Linked DNA regions of Mus musculus: regions 2, 3 and 4 are each linked to region 1. The links are chromatin contacts, called in public Hi-C and HiChIP or PLAC-seq maps. All regions are on one chromosome and are shown on one strand. Each heading gives the region's core, a stretch centred on a gene start, on an enhancer-like site or on the middle of the called end of the contact. The rest is flanking DNA. Distances are from core to core; before and after follow the strand shown.

Region 1 (3,303 bases), core at 10-2,509:
CAGAATTGCAGTTACGAAGTAGTATCAAAATAATTTTATGGTTGGGGGCGGGTCACCGCAATGTGGAGAACCGTGTTAAATGTCACAGCTTGAGGAAGGTTGAGAACCACTGCAGTAGTGCCACCAGAGGGGCCAGCAGTACCCACAAAAGAGACAACCAGGCCAGAGGGGGAGCAGACTGCCTCTCCCAGGGAGCTGCAGAGCCCTTGCCTCAGACACAAGCGCAGCCTGGGCATCTGCTCTATGCAAGGTTCTACCCTGACCAGGGGAGATCCTGCCGTCCCTAGCCAGCAGGCCAGAGCCACGGTGGGAAAGCAGACGGAGCTGTGAGGAGAAGCAGAGAGAGTGGGTGTCCTTCAGCCTCGGCTCCCGGGAGGCCAGGGTTCCTCTTCTGCTTCCTTTCTTTGGAAATACAAAGCAGGGTCTTCTTCCTACTGCTATAAGTAACACAGACTCCATGTTGAGAACTTCCCACAAAGCCTCTGGACTCCGATGGCTCTGCTCGCTTCCGGTGACCGGAGCTGCTGCTGGCATTTTCTTTCCTTTATTTTTTTTTGCTCGAAGATGGCCTTGCGAGGTTTCCTTCCCTTTGCCGAAGGGACTTGACTTCATGTAGGGAACGGGGCCAGGGAGATGTCAGGGTTTCCCCACGGGCCCCACTAACCCACGAGGAACTCTGCTCCCCACCTGCACATGCAGGACCTGTAATCCTTCCTAAGACACCCTGGATCTGGATCAATGCTACTTCCCAGAAGCACCTGAGGCCTCCAGCACCTGAGTGAGACCTAGAGGACATCTTCCGAGGGACAGTTCTTGGGCAGCAACCAGCACTCCCAGGTGAGGTGGGCTTGGGACGGTAAGGAAGCTCTCCTGTTCTCTGCCCCTCCCTTCATCTTCTTCCCTTTCCTTCGGGACCTTCAAGGGCCCCCTCCCAACATCTGCTGCCTCTCACATTAGCCACTCCCTCTTCTCGGCAGATGTAAAGGGGCCAGATGTTGCCCGACAGATGTTCAGGTGGGAGACAAGAAAGGACCTACATCAGTTCCGGTCCAATGGCAGTGGAGCCCTGGCAGGAGTTAAGGCTCCCCTGGACTCTCCTCGGGAAGGTGTTTGGGTGGGTGGTACTGACCGTGGCAACCTTCAAAACTGTAACTTAGACGCATCTCTCCTCTCCGCCCACACGCAAGTCTGAGCCTTGTGCCAAAAATGCCTTTCCCAGACTTAAAAGAAAACCCCAAAGAGGAACCTAAACCTCCGAGCCGCCAGCACCCATAGGCTAGGAGAGCTCTGGCTCGGTGTTCAGAGAAAAACCAGCCAGCGGAGGGGAAGTGAGGAGGGCATGGAAATGCGCATGCGTGGAACAGCAGTGCCCTCTCATCCCTCCCTCAATCACCAACCCCGCAGGTTCCCCATCCCGGACCCTCACCCCGCGCCACCGCAGCAAGGGACACTCCCTGGAACTCTCTTTAGATGCTTCAAGAGTGAGGGGTGATGACAACAGGCATCCCAATTCTTGGGAAAAAACGGCTCTTAAAAGGGTGGCCTTGAAGCGGGGTCTTGAGGAGAAAGGCAAGGCTCCTACCTTCTATTAGTTCGCAGCTTTTTTTTTTCATTTGCTGGAAGAGGAAGAATATGGATTCAGAATATTTTGTGGCACTAATGAAGGTCTTGGCCGTGTCGAGCTCTGCACTACCCTCATTCTATCCCTAGGCCTCCCAAACAGCTTGCGCTGGGTGCTGTTAATGTCTCCCATTTCACAGAGAGAACAAGCACAGAGAGGTGAGGCACTTCTCTCTAGGATGCACAGCAAAGACGTGTCTAGAGCCGGGTTTATACGGCTGAATTGTGTGCTGTGTCCTCTGCCCCACGCACCATGTGCAAAGGGCCTCGCAGTCTTTCTGAGCTGCCCAGCTCTCCCTAGAAAGGCGGGAGCCATATGCTGGAGAATGAGCAAGCCTGAGGCTTCAGACAGGAGGCCAATGTGCAGCAGACACTCTTAGCCTGTGCCGTGCACGGGGCCTTGGGGGTTAAACCACATTCCCAGCCTCAACCCCTTCTATACAACTGGTCAATTTTCCTCTTTGAAATTCCTGTTAGTTCCTCTCTCCTCTCCTCCCCCCACTCTGACTATCTCTTATTCTTCCTCTCTCCCTCTCTCTTCCTCTTTGTCTGTCTTCCTCTGTTTTTCTCTGTCTAACTCTCTCTGTCATTCTCCCTCTCTCCCCCTCTCTTTCCCCCATTCTCTGTCTGTCTCTGTTTCTGTCTCTCTCTCTGTCTCACTCTTCCTCCTCTCTCTTCCTTTCTGTCTGTCTGTCTCTCTTAGTCTGTCTGTCTCTCTTTGTCTGACTCTATCTCTGTTATTCTCCCTCTTGCCCCCTCTTTTTCCCTTTCTCTGCCTGTCTCTGTCTCTCTCTCATTTTTTGAGACAGTTTTAAATATCTCAGGCTGACTGAACTTGCCGTTAGAGGGGAGCGATGACCTTAAATGCTTGATCCCCCTGCCTCCATCTCCCGAGTGATAAGAATTATAGGCACCTTCCACTTGATGCAGTGCTGAGACTCAAACCCAGACCTCACGCACAGGAAGCAAGCACTCTACCAACTGAGCCTCCTTCCTGGCCCCAGCTCCCGCCAAACAATGGGTAAAATTGAGGGTTGAGGGAACCAAGCTGCTAAGTAGCTTCAAGCCATGAACCCTGAACTAAGTGCAAGGTGAGCAGCAACTTCCCCAGGGGTCGAGGGAAAAACTCCAAAACTGGTTCCCCTGGAGCTAAACCGAACCTTTCATAAGCCTGAGCCTCTCCTTGGGGCTCTCTTTCTTCATCTAAGAAACAAGGAGGGTGCTGTCTTCTGCCCACTCCATCTTTCTTGGGAATAACTTCTTATTGAGGTACTGGTCTCAGTTCTTGTCCTGACTGCTGAAGGCGAGACCCAGTTTGTCCTGCCCCGTCTCTCCACTCCACCATGAGTAGCATCCAGGGCTCTTCTCCAGGAGCTGCTGTTTCAAGGTCTGTGATGGTGCCCAGATAGGACACCCAAGCTTGGAAGCCTTTTTTTCCCTCTTTCCTTTCCTTCCTCCCTCCCTTCTCAGTAAATGACTCAAGCAGTCTGACAATAGCTCTGGGAACTGAGGCTCAGAGTTCCAAGGTTCTGGTTTGTTGCAGATGATCTTGGAGAGACTTCTTGGTGAGTGGGTGATGGAGATGTAGGCCAGGCTGGGATGTAGCTCAGCAAAAGCACACTTACCTAGAATGCCCAGGGCTCTAAGTTTAATACACACACACACACACACACACACACACGC
Region 2 (3,090 bases), core at 268-2,767, 130 kb after region 1:
GGGCTCTGCTTCTTTACACAGCTACCTGCGTATTCTGGAGCTGTGTGGGTTTAATCCAAAGCACTGCAACCAGTAGGTGGACGCTGAGCTTCTGTCAGGGCACTGGTGACACGCAGCCCTAAATACAGGGTCCCTGCTCTGGGGGTCACCAAAGCTCTGCCAGGTTTTGTGCTGCACCAGGAGCTGTTTTGCAAATGAACAGCACCTCTCTTTGAAGAGTGCACAGCCTTGAAGCAGAACCCTGGGGACCAACCAGCTACCTGCCTCTCCCATATAGTACCTGGTAGAGTCTCTCCATAGGGTAAGTAATGAGCTCTTAGGGTACGCAAGGACACCCTCATCCCCTCCCCTCTTCAGTTGATTCTTCTTCATAATCTATTAGTTACCATAATATCTATCACCTTACCCATTTTCCCATTAATATGTCCAATTCTATTGCTTGAGACAGTCAGCCAGCTCAGGGTTCGGTGAGAGACTGTATCTCAAACAGGGTGAAGAGCAGCTTCCGGGGGCACTCAACATCAGCCTGCGCCGAGACACGAAACAGCTTAGTGAGGTCACTCAGCATCTGTCCCTGATGTACGCACACAGGGACATAAATCCACACAAAGAATAAAGGGAGTGAGGGCCAACTTCATCAGCTCTTCTTACACAACCTTAAACAGAATCATTGTAAACATTTTAACCCAGATTTCCAGTTTTAAAGGTATGCATGCTTGAAATGGGTACCACTGTCTATATACGACTAAATTTTCAACAGTTTCCACACAGAACCACGGACATAGGCTCGCGAATCTGGATTCGGATCCAAAGCGCATCTCCCAGAGTTGACCTTCTCGTTTCTCATTTTCTTCACACACTCACAAAGCCAAGTTCTAACACTGAAGAGGTTTGGTTTTTTTGTTTTGTTTTGTTTTTAATTTATTTTTATGTTAGCTCTATAGGTGATTTGTCTGTATGTATGTTTGTGTACCGCGTGTGTGCAGTGCCCATGGACGTCAGAAGAGGATCCCCTGGAACTGGAGTCATGGATGGTTGGGAGCCCTCAATGTCTACCTGTGATACACAGAACTAGGAATGGACCCCTATCTTCTAGGAGCAGCACTTGCTCCTGAACCCTGAGCCATCTCCCCAGCTCCATTTTCTGAAATCTCTAATGATTCGTAATTTGGTTTGGGGAAGAAAGGCAGTCATCTCTGCTCCAAGATTGCAAAAGAGTTCTATTTTTAGACTTGCAAACACCAATTACAAGCAGCAACCCAGACAACATTCCCTGATTTCTGTTTCAGCTCCCTGTCCCCCCCCCCCCCCCCGTCCCCAGCCACTAGCAAGAACACCCATCTTTGTCTGTGTCCACTTAGGAGCTGAGGGTAATTGAATTACAAACTCAATTAAGTACAAGTTGGCACTCAAACTTAAAGACTGCTGCTTACCCATGAGCCAGAATAACGGAACACCTAGGCTCTTGGCCCAGAACGGCGCAGGGTGACTAAGCAGGCGAGAATAACACATTTCCCCTGAAATTTTGTTTACTCGTTCAATCTCGAGTCTGAGAACAATTCATCTGGGACGTTGTACTGTGAACACTCACCGGCTGAGACTCCACTCCTGTGGCTGGTTTCGACATCTTCATTAATTCAAGTCTGTGGTGCTGTCGTTTGCCTGCAAGTGCTTTCTGAATCATCTGACAGTCCTGGGACATCTGTCTCCATCATTTTTCTCCTTGTTGTCACTATAGAGGGAAAGGGAGGGCGGCTCTGACTCCTTAACTGCATTTGATGGAAGCAAGACTCACACTGCAGGATGATATAAAATGACACCTGCAGCCGCCCCTCACTCACTCAACAGGGTCCAGTGTATCCCAGACGGACCTCAAACTCATGGTGTACTTGAACTTCTCATCCTCCTGCCTCCACCTCTGAGTACTACTGGGATCACAGGAGAGAACCACCAGGCCTGGTTCACACCATGCTGAGGATTGAACCCGCCCTGGCTTTGCACCATGGGAGGCAAGAACTCTACTGACTGAGCTAATCCCAGCCTCAACCTTCTTTTTATATCTTCTAACAATGCAGTGTTTTAGGCCACTGGATTAGCTCCATCTTGCTACTGTCTCTCTCTCTCTCTCTCTCTCTCTCTCTCTCACACACACACACACACACACACACACACACACACACACACACACACGGAAGGGGCGGGGGAGGGGAGAGGCAGGCGGGAAGGGGGAGGGGGAGGGGGAGGGGGAGGGGGGAGCGTGTGTTCTGGAGGTCCAAATCTGAAGTGAGTCTGTTACGATTTGAATGGGAAATATCCATAGACTCGTGTTTGAACATTTTGTCCACCGGCACTGCTTTAAGAGGTTGTGAAGCCTTCAGGAAGTGGAGTTTAGCTGGAGGAAGTGGATCACTGAGGGGCGGGTCTTGAGCTTTATAACCCAAGCCACTTCCTAGTCCCTCTCTACTTCCTGACCTACCTTGATGCAGCTAGATGTGAGCAAGCTCGCTGAACCACAGCTGAGGGCTGTTTCTGCCGTGATGCCTTCCTTCCCCGACACGATGGTCTGTGCCCCAGGAAATCACAAGCCGAAATAAAGCCTCCTCCCTTGACTTGGAGTCACACAGACAAACACAATAACTAACACGGCCTCGCAGGGCTAAGATCACGCTGCCAGGAGGACCGTGACCTTTACTGGAGGACGCTTTCCAGCGTCTTCCCTGGCTTTGGAGGCCACTCACACTCACGGCTTCACCTCTCCAAACTCAAACCCAGCAAACACCAACAAGTCTTCCTTCCACTGGTTGCCCCCAGTTCCCCTTATTCATATCCGCTCCTTCTACGAATTACCCCATGTGATTACCCCAAGTCGCCCAGATAATCTAGAATGATCTATCACAGGGTATTAATCACCTCTTCAAATTCTCTTGTGTAAGGAAACATCCAGGTTCCAAGGGGTGGGGTGTGGACGGCTTCGGGGTCCAACTTTTCACTCAGCCTAGTGACACGCTCAGAAACTGCAGAATCACCCAGCCAAGAGGGCCCACGTCACCATGACTTCACCCTTCTGGATGCTTCCATCTTACCACTCCC
Region 3 (3,199 bases), core at 270-2,769, 180 kb after region 1:
ATGCTCCACCTGCTCCCCTCACCAGGAGCACTGTGGCTGTGCTCCACCTGCTCTCATCACCAGGAGCACTGTGGCTGTGCTCCACCTGCTCCCCTCACCAGGAGCACTGTGGCTGTGCTCCACCTGCTCCCCTCACCAGGAGCACTGTGGCTGTGCTCCACCTGCTCCCCTCACCAGGAGCACTGTGGCTGTGCTCCACCTGCTCCCCTCACCAGGAGCACTGTGGCTGTGCTCCACCTGCTCCCCACACCAGGAGCACTGTGGCTGTGCTCCACCTGCTCCCCTCACCAGGAGCACTGTGGCTGTGCTCCACCTGCTCCCCACACCAGGAGCACTGTGGCTGTGCTCCACCTGCTCCCCTCACCAGGAGCACTGTGGCTGTGCTCCACCTGCTCCCCACACCAGGAGCACTGTGGCTGTGCTCCACCTGCTCCCCTCACCAGGAGCACTGTGGCTGTGCTCCACCTGCTCCCCTCACCAGGAGCACTGTGGCTGTGCTCCACCTGCTCCCCTCACCAGGAGCACTGTGGCTGTGCTCCACCTGCTCCCCACACCAGGAGCACTGTGGCTGTGTTCCACCTGCTCCCCTCACCAGGAGCACTGTGGCTGTGCTCCACCTGCCCTCATCACCAGGAACACTGTGGCTGTGCTCCACCTGCCCCCATCACCAGGAGCACTGTGGCTGTGCTCCACCTGCCCCCATCACCAGGAGCACTGTGGCTGTGCTCCACCTGCTCTCATCACCAGTTCTCACTCCCTCTCTAATACAAGACTCTGAGACAGCAAAGGAGGCCACCTTCAAAGTCCCCTGACTTTAAAGAGAAGGCAACAAGAAGCCAAAGAAATGGCCCAGTGGTTAAGGGCCCTGTTCTTGCGGAGGCCCTAGGTTGAGTTCCCTGTACCCCTATAGTGGTTCACCACCACCCATAATTTTAGTGTCAGGGGTCAGACACCCAACATCTTCTGACCTCCAAGGACACCACGTGCATACATGATACACATGCATACATTCATTTTAAAAACAGCACACATGAGTCACATAAAATAAAAATAAACAAATTTTTAAAAGAGTGAGGTTAAATGAGTCCTAATTATACAAAGGTACCAACCTGAAGGAAAATATATTTATGTAGGATCTAAAAATCAATCAATCAATAAATTTTTAAAATAAAAGGGTTCTTCTGGATTGGCCAAATCCGGAACAGTAGAAATCCGTCTGAAGTCTTTCGCCAGATTGGGAGCGATGCCAGCAGAGGCCAGGCAGGAGTCATTACCAGTTATTTCCGTGTTTCCTTCAGAAGCAATTTGCCTCCCTCCGTCTGTGGGCTGAACCTGCCTGGCCCAGCCTGCTTTCTGCAGCTGTTGGGCATGCTCCTGGACGGGGCCACCTGGCAGGCATTGGAAGACAGCTCTGACAGGCAGCATGAATGTGAGGGGCCAGCTCCAGTCTGAGCCTCCAAGGACCTGGCCTGCTCTCAATGTGTTCCCCCCCCCCCAAGTCCTACAGAGAGGCGCCAAAGGGGGGCAGCATACACACAGAACAAAAATAACTGTCAGCGGCCAGCCAGCCATCCAGGCCAGGGCATCTGCAGAAAAGCCTCTCAAATAAGCAAACACCATGTGGTAACCGAGCTCTGGCGGGCTCAGGGAGTTCAGAGTAGCAGATGGTGGCACTGAGACCTCTGTAAAGAGCCTCAGTTCAGGGACAATAAGATGTGTGCCCAGGGATTAGCCCTTGAGTCTCAGCTCCAAATCCCAGTCCCACTGTGCGCAGGGTCCCACAGACCTGCCCAGCCAGCAGACACTGTGGCTACTCCCCAGCCCTTTCCTCTGGAGGTCCCTCACTGGGGACAGGTTCTCAGGAGCCCATGAAGAGACCAGTTAATTCAGTAAGAAATTGCCCAAGTCAGGGCTGGAGAGATGGCTCAGCGGGTAAGAGCACTAACTGCTCTTCCAGAGGTCCTGAGTTCAAGTCCCAGCAACCACATGGTGACTCACAACCATCCATAATGAGATCTGACGCCCTCTTCTGGTGCATCTGAAGACAGCTACATTGTACTTAGATATAATAAATAAATAAATCTTTAATAAATAAATACACTGTGCAAAGCGTGCATCCTCTGAGTACGGGGGCTTCCTCCTCCCTGAAGATCACGTGACCAAGCACTTTCTGCCCCTTGAAGGGGTCTAATTGCCTACACTTTCCACCTGTGAGCAGCGGAGCGAGGGGCTGGGGGGAGTCTGCTTCCTGGTTGCCCACAGGTTCTTTCCTAAGGGGTCTTCTGTGGATTCACCCATCAACACTCCCCAAACACCAGGAATAAGATGTCTGTTGGTGGCACTGAGAGACTTTTCCCAGCCAAAGCCATCCTCAGGGTAGACTCAAGAGCCCAGACCTAAGGCAGCCAAGGCTAAAAACTAAAACCTGAACTTCGTCTCATTTTTTATCTAATTTCCTTCACATAGCCCCATCAGGACAAATTGCAGGTACCCCAATTCTAAAGACAGACCTCTCACCTTTGACCCCTATGCCCCATGTCTCAGAGATGGTTGGTCCATGCCCACAGCCGGCCACTGCCACACCTTATAGAAGCTTCTGGCTCCTCTCATATAACTTAATGGGCTAAATGGGGAACCGATTCTATATGATTAATTAATTAGGGTCCTACTAGGAAGGATAATAATATCAGAACTTAAATAAGACTGCAAAGCCCAGCGGCCAGCCTAGAAAAGAAAAACCAAGCTAGCACAATTAGACCTTCAAGGTGGAAGGAGCCTGCGGGTAGACAGGGCTCTGACTGCCTGGCTTGGCTCAGTCCAAGATCAGCCGGAGACCCACCCTCACAACTCACATGATGGAAGGAAAGTTCCCACAAGTTGTCCTCACACCTCTACAAGTATCCCATGACACACGTGCCTACATATACACGCAAAGTAAAAAAGGACAGATGGATTATTTATCATATTCAAAGCTAGCCTAGGTAACTTTTTTTCTTTTTTTTTTTTTTGAGACAGGGTTTCTCTGAGTAGCCCTGACTGTCCTGGAACTCACTCTGTAGACCAGGCTGGCGGCGAACTCTAAGATCCACCAGCCTCTGCCTCCTAAATGCTGGGAGTAAGGCATGCCACTACTACCCAGCCTAGGTAACTTTTTTAAACAGTGCATGTGTGTAATATGCACGCATGTATGAGTATCTGC
Region 4 (2,906 bases), core at 393-2,892, 190 kb before region 1:
CTCAAAATGGCACGACCTGACACAATTCAGGAGGTTGGAGATTTGAAGTAATCTAGGTCCGCAGTAGTGGCGTGTGGTTTTTGATGCATCCATCATAAAATGCTGTTACAGTGTTTAGGGTTAGGCAGGAGGCCTGACTGACACTGGGGACCCAGATGGCCCCACTCACGCTGCAGCCGTCAGGACGCCTCAGTTCCTCACCAGCAGGCTCGTATTCCTTGATATCATTTCTTTTTCTTTCTTTTTCTTTTTAAGATTTATTTATTTATTATCTGTAACTACACTGTAGCTGTCTTCAGACACTCCAGAAGAGTGCGTCAGATCTTACTACAAGTGGTTGTGAGTGAGCCACTATGTGGTTGCTGGGATTTGAACTCAGGACCTTCGGAAGAGTAGTCAGTGCTCTTAACCACTGAGCTATCTCTCCAGCCTGATATCATTGAAGAGGGAAGAGTCTTCTTCACTGTGAGCAGACCCTGGGTCCTGCCTGCGGAGAGAGGCAACTGAGCACCAGCGATCCAGCACTAGTTCCCTGCCCTCTGCTCTGGAAGGGATGGGATGTCAGCAGACTCTTCGAGTTCCAGCCCGCCCAGACTTCCCCCATGCTGATGGCTGTAGCTGGAAGTTGCCAGGCCACTCACCCTGTGTCTTGGTTACTTTTCCATTACTGTGATAAAACGTGCATGACCGAGGCAACTTATAAAGGGAAGTGGTTAAATGGGCTTCAGCTTCGGAGGGTTAGAGTCCTCGCTGACAGAGCAAAACAAAAACACAAAACACAAGGGCAGGAACAACTGAGAGCTCACATCGTGGTCCTGCAAAGTATGACACAGAGCAAGATACTGGGAATGGCATGCATCTTTTGAAACCTCCAAGCCCACTCCTGGTGGACACATCCTCTACCAAGGACACACCTCCTAATCCTTCCCAATCAGTTCCACCAGTTAAGCATCAAGAATTCAAACACTGGAGCCTACCTGGGGGTCATTTTCATGCAAACCACTACAACCTGTACCTGTCAAGTGCAATCCTGAGAGCTGAACCCAGGCTCATAAAGACAGACCCTTGGCAAACACTGGTATTTTATCATACAACTAGGCAAAGTCCACTGATCCATGGCCTCTCTGCCTCTGTGAAATTCACAGTTCTGTGGACTGAGGACTCAGAACATTGGGCCTTCCTAGGGGACTGACTGACTCAGGCATGAATCTCCCATCCTGGATGTAGCCTTTAAACATTCACCTGGGCCAGTCTCCTTTCAGGAAGAAGGTGGAGGAGCTATGTGTCCATGTGGGTAGAGCTTGGGACCTGTTCCCGTCAGCCCTTGCTGGTGAGCTTGGGCAAGCCCTTATCTCTCTCTGGGGCTCTGGGTGCCCCTTATGGATGTACAGGCTGAGTTGGTATGTCTGATAATGCTACGGACTCACTTCTGACAAATGATAGGACATTTGAGGAACCACCATCACTGACGCATTCTCCCGGAAGCCAGTGAGGACACAGGGCCAGGTGCTGATGGAAAACGGGGCTATGCAATATCTGGGTGCTACAGGTCACACGAGGGACTCGCTGTCAAGACCTGTGACTGTATCCTTTACTATGACAAAACGGGTGGCAGAACGGACTCAGGGAGAGACATTGACAAGGGCTTATCTGTCACTGTGGTGAAGACGTGGCTGCCACAGTGGCTCAACCAGAGGCGGCAGGAGGTCCCGGTGTAGCCGCTGTGTTGCTTTTCTTAGGACAAGGCAGGCCACTGATGAGGCATTGAAAAAAGAGACGCAGCTAGACAAGGTGGCGCATGCCTTTAATCTCAACACTCAGGAGGCAGAGACAAGTGGATCTCTGAGAGTTTCAAGGCCAACCTAGTCTACAGAGTTCCAAAACAGCCAGGGCTACACAGAGAAACCCTGTCTTGAAAAACAAAAGAAGTATGTGCATGCATTCTTGAGCACACACACACACACCCCAAAATGAAAAAAAGAAAGTCTCACCCAGAGTCCAGCTTGGTTCAGACTTCCTGATGGAAGCATTGTGCAGGGAAACTCACAGGCGTGGGCGACTCAGAAAGCTGTGTCACCCAAAAGTCCCACATCTCTGAGGGATGGCTTCACGAGAATCGCATCATAGAGTTCTGCTTTCAGTTTCCCTTCCTTCTGTGACCTCAAGGGAGGCAGAGGGGAGCGAATGAGTCCTCGTGACCTCTCCACCTCTCTCAGAGTGAAGAGCGGCGGGTCCAGGATCCTTGCCACACACCTGGTTGTCTCTGAGTGTGTCTGCTGATGTCATTGCTATGACTACAGGGATAAGGGGTCAGCTGGTCACCACAGCGACCTTTGCTCCACCACAGAGGAAGGGTTGGACATACCTGGATGAAAAGCTAGGACAGTGGCTTGTTTGTATCTTGGTGGATCGGAAGCACTACCAAACAGTGACCTATGTGTATAATGCCCCGAAGGTTTCCCAACCTCCCACAAGCTGGAGTGTACAATGCATGGGTCTCTGGGTGGGGGTATTGCACATTCGAGTTGTCACCATGACTAAACAGGGCTGTTCATTTTGCTCAGTGTCTTCAGCTTACAGTGCACCGAGCTCGCGACAGATGACCAGCTCTTCTCATTTACACGTCAACCCTGGAGAGCGGTTGCTATAATTATCTGCGTTTACAAGATAAGGCAACTGAAGTCCCGAGGGGAAGGGACAACTCTAGCCAAAGCAAGCAGGAGAGGGGGAGGCAGGCCCAGCTTTAGTGCCTCAAAGCTAGCGTTTCTGTGTTTCTGTTTCCTGTCACCTAACACTCCCTCTTGAGGCATTCTTGGAAGCTGAAGGGTGTGGCAAGGACGGGGAGGCTGAGTTGACCTTCTCCAGGCCTCAGTTTCCTCGTCTGTAGAATGAAGCGATGCTTTGCG

Evidence for each region. Hi-C and Micro-C count contacts between places; a contact is called where the count stands out from the background. HiChIP or PLAC-seq counts read pairs in DNA pulled down with a chosen protein or histone mark.
Region 2: a Hi-C map of bone marrow-derived macrophages shows a contact between it and region 1, with 39 read pairs. The contact joins two enhancer-like sites. A contact is called at or near these places in 5 of 39 promoter capture datasets (the C10 cell line, Sertoli cells, cranial neural crest and 2 more), 1 of 484 Hi-C or Micro-C datasets (bone marrow-derived macrophages), 3 of 115 datasets of contacts at active chromatin or transcription factors (bone marrow-derived macrophages and embryonic stem cells) and 4 of 9 other capture datasets (adipose tissue, embryonic stem cells, liver and 1 more).
Region 3: a Hi-C map of bone marrow-derived macrophages shows a contact between it and region 1, with 26 read pairs. The contact joins two enhancer-like sites. A contact is called at or near these places in 16 of 39 promoter capture datasets (the 3T3-L1 cell line, the C10 cell line, the HPC-7 cell line and 11 more), 55 of 484 Hi-C or Micro-C datasets (the 4T1 cell line, B cells, the BV-2 cell line and 33 more), 19 of 115 datasets of contacts at active chromatin or transcription factors (bone marrow-derived dendritic cells, bone marrow-derived macrophages, craniofacial prominence and 13 more) and 3 of 9 other capture datasets (adipose tissue, embryonic stem cells and macrophages).
Region 4: an H3K27ac HiChIP or PLAC-seq map of bone marrow-derived dendritic cells shows a contact between it and region 1, with 2.9 times the contacts expected there. The contact joins two enhancer-like sites. A contact is called at or near these places in 3 of 39 promoter capture datasets (the 3T3-L1 cell line, liver and stem cell-derived epiblast-like cells), 1 of 15 datasets of contacts at CTCF or cohesin (large pre-B cells), 1 of 484 Hi-C or Micro-C datasets (B cells), 3 of 115 datasets of contacts at active chromatin or transcription factors (bone marrow-derived dendritic cells, embryonic stem cells and large pre-B cells) and 3 of 9 other capture datasets (adipose tissue, liver and pancreatic islet).

The regions. Positions count from the first base shown.
Region 1 is chr4:135,126,982-135,130,284 of GRCm38.p6, reverse strand. It overlaps a transcript of Runx3 not described here. Among named protein-coding and RNA genes, the nearest start is that of Gm16225, 8.3 kb to the right of the region's middle. Within about 2 kb of position 1,259, at least 98 of the 459 cell types and tissues checked have an H3K27ac peak or open chromatin away from gene starts, as enhancers often do. A contact at or near this core is called in B cells, DN2 thymocytes, bone marrow-derived dendritic cells and 4 more, where this site is marked.
Region 2 is chr4:134,997,583-135,000,672 of GRCm38.p6, reverse strand. No RefSeq gene overlaps it. Among named protein-coding and RNA genes, the nearest start is that of Gm42327, 52 kb to the left of the region's middle. Within about 2 kb of position 1,517, at least 70 of the 459 cell types and tissues checked have an H3K27ac peak or open chromatin away from gene starts, as enhancers often do. A contact at or near this core is called in bone marrow-derived macrophages, where this site is marked.
Region 3 is chr4:134,949,106-134,952,304 of GRCm38.p6, reverse strand. No RefSeq gene overlaps it. Among named protein-coding and RNA genes, the nearest start is that of Syf2, 20 kb to the right of the region's middle. Within about 2 kb of position 1,519, at least 78 of the 459 cell types and tissues checked have an H3K27ac peak or open chromatin away from gene starts, as enhancers often do. A contact at or near this core is called in DN2 thymocytes, bone marrow-derived macrophages, cerebral cortex and 2 more, where this site is marked.
Region 4 is chr4:135,313,222-135,316,127 of GRCm38.p6, reverse strand. No RefSeq gene overlaps it. Among named protein-coding and RNA genes, the nearest start is that of Gm12984, 8.5 kb to the right of the region's middle. Within about 2 kb of position 1,642, at least 224 of the 459 cell types and tissues checked have an H3K27ac peak or open chromatin away from gene starts, as enhancers often do. A contact at or near this core is called in B cells and bone marrow-derived dendritic cells, where this site is marked.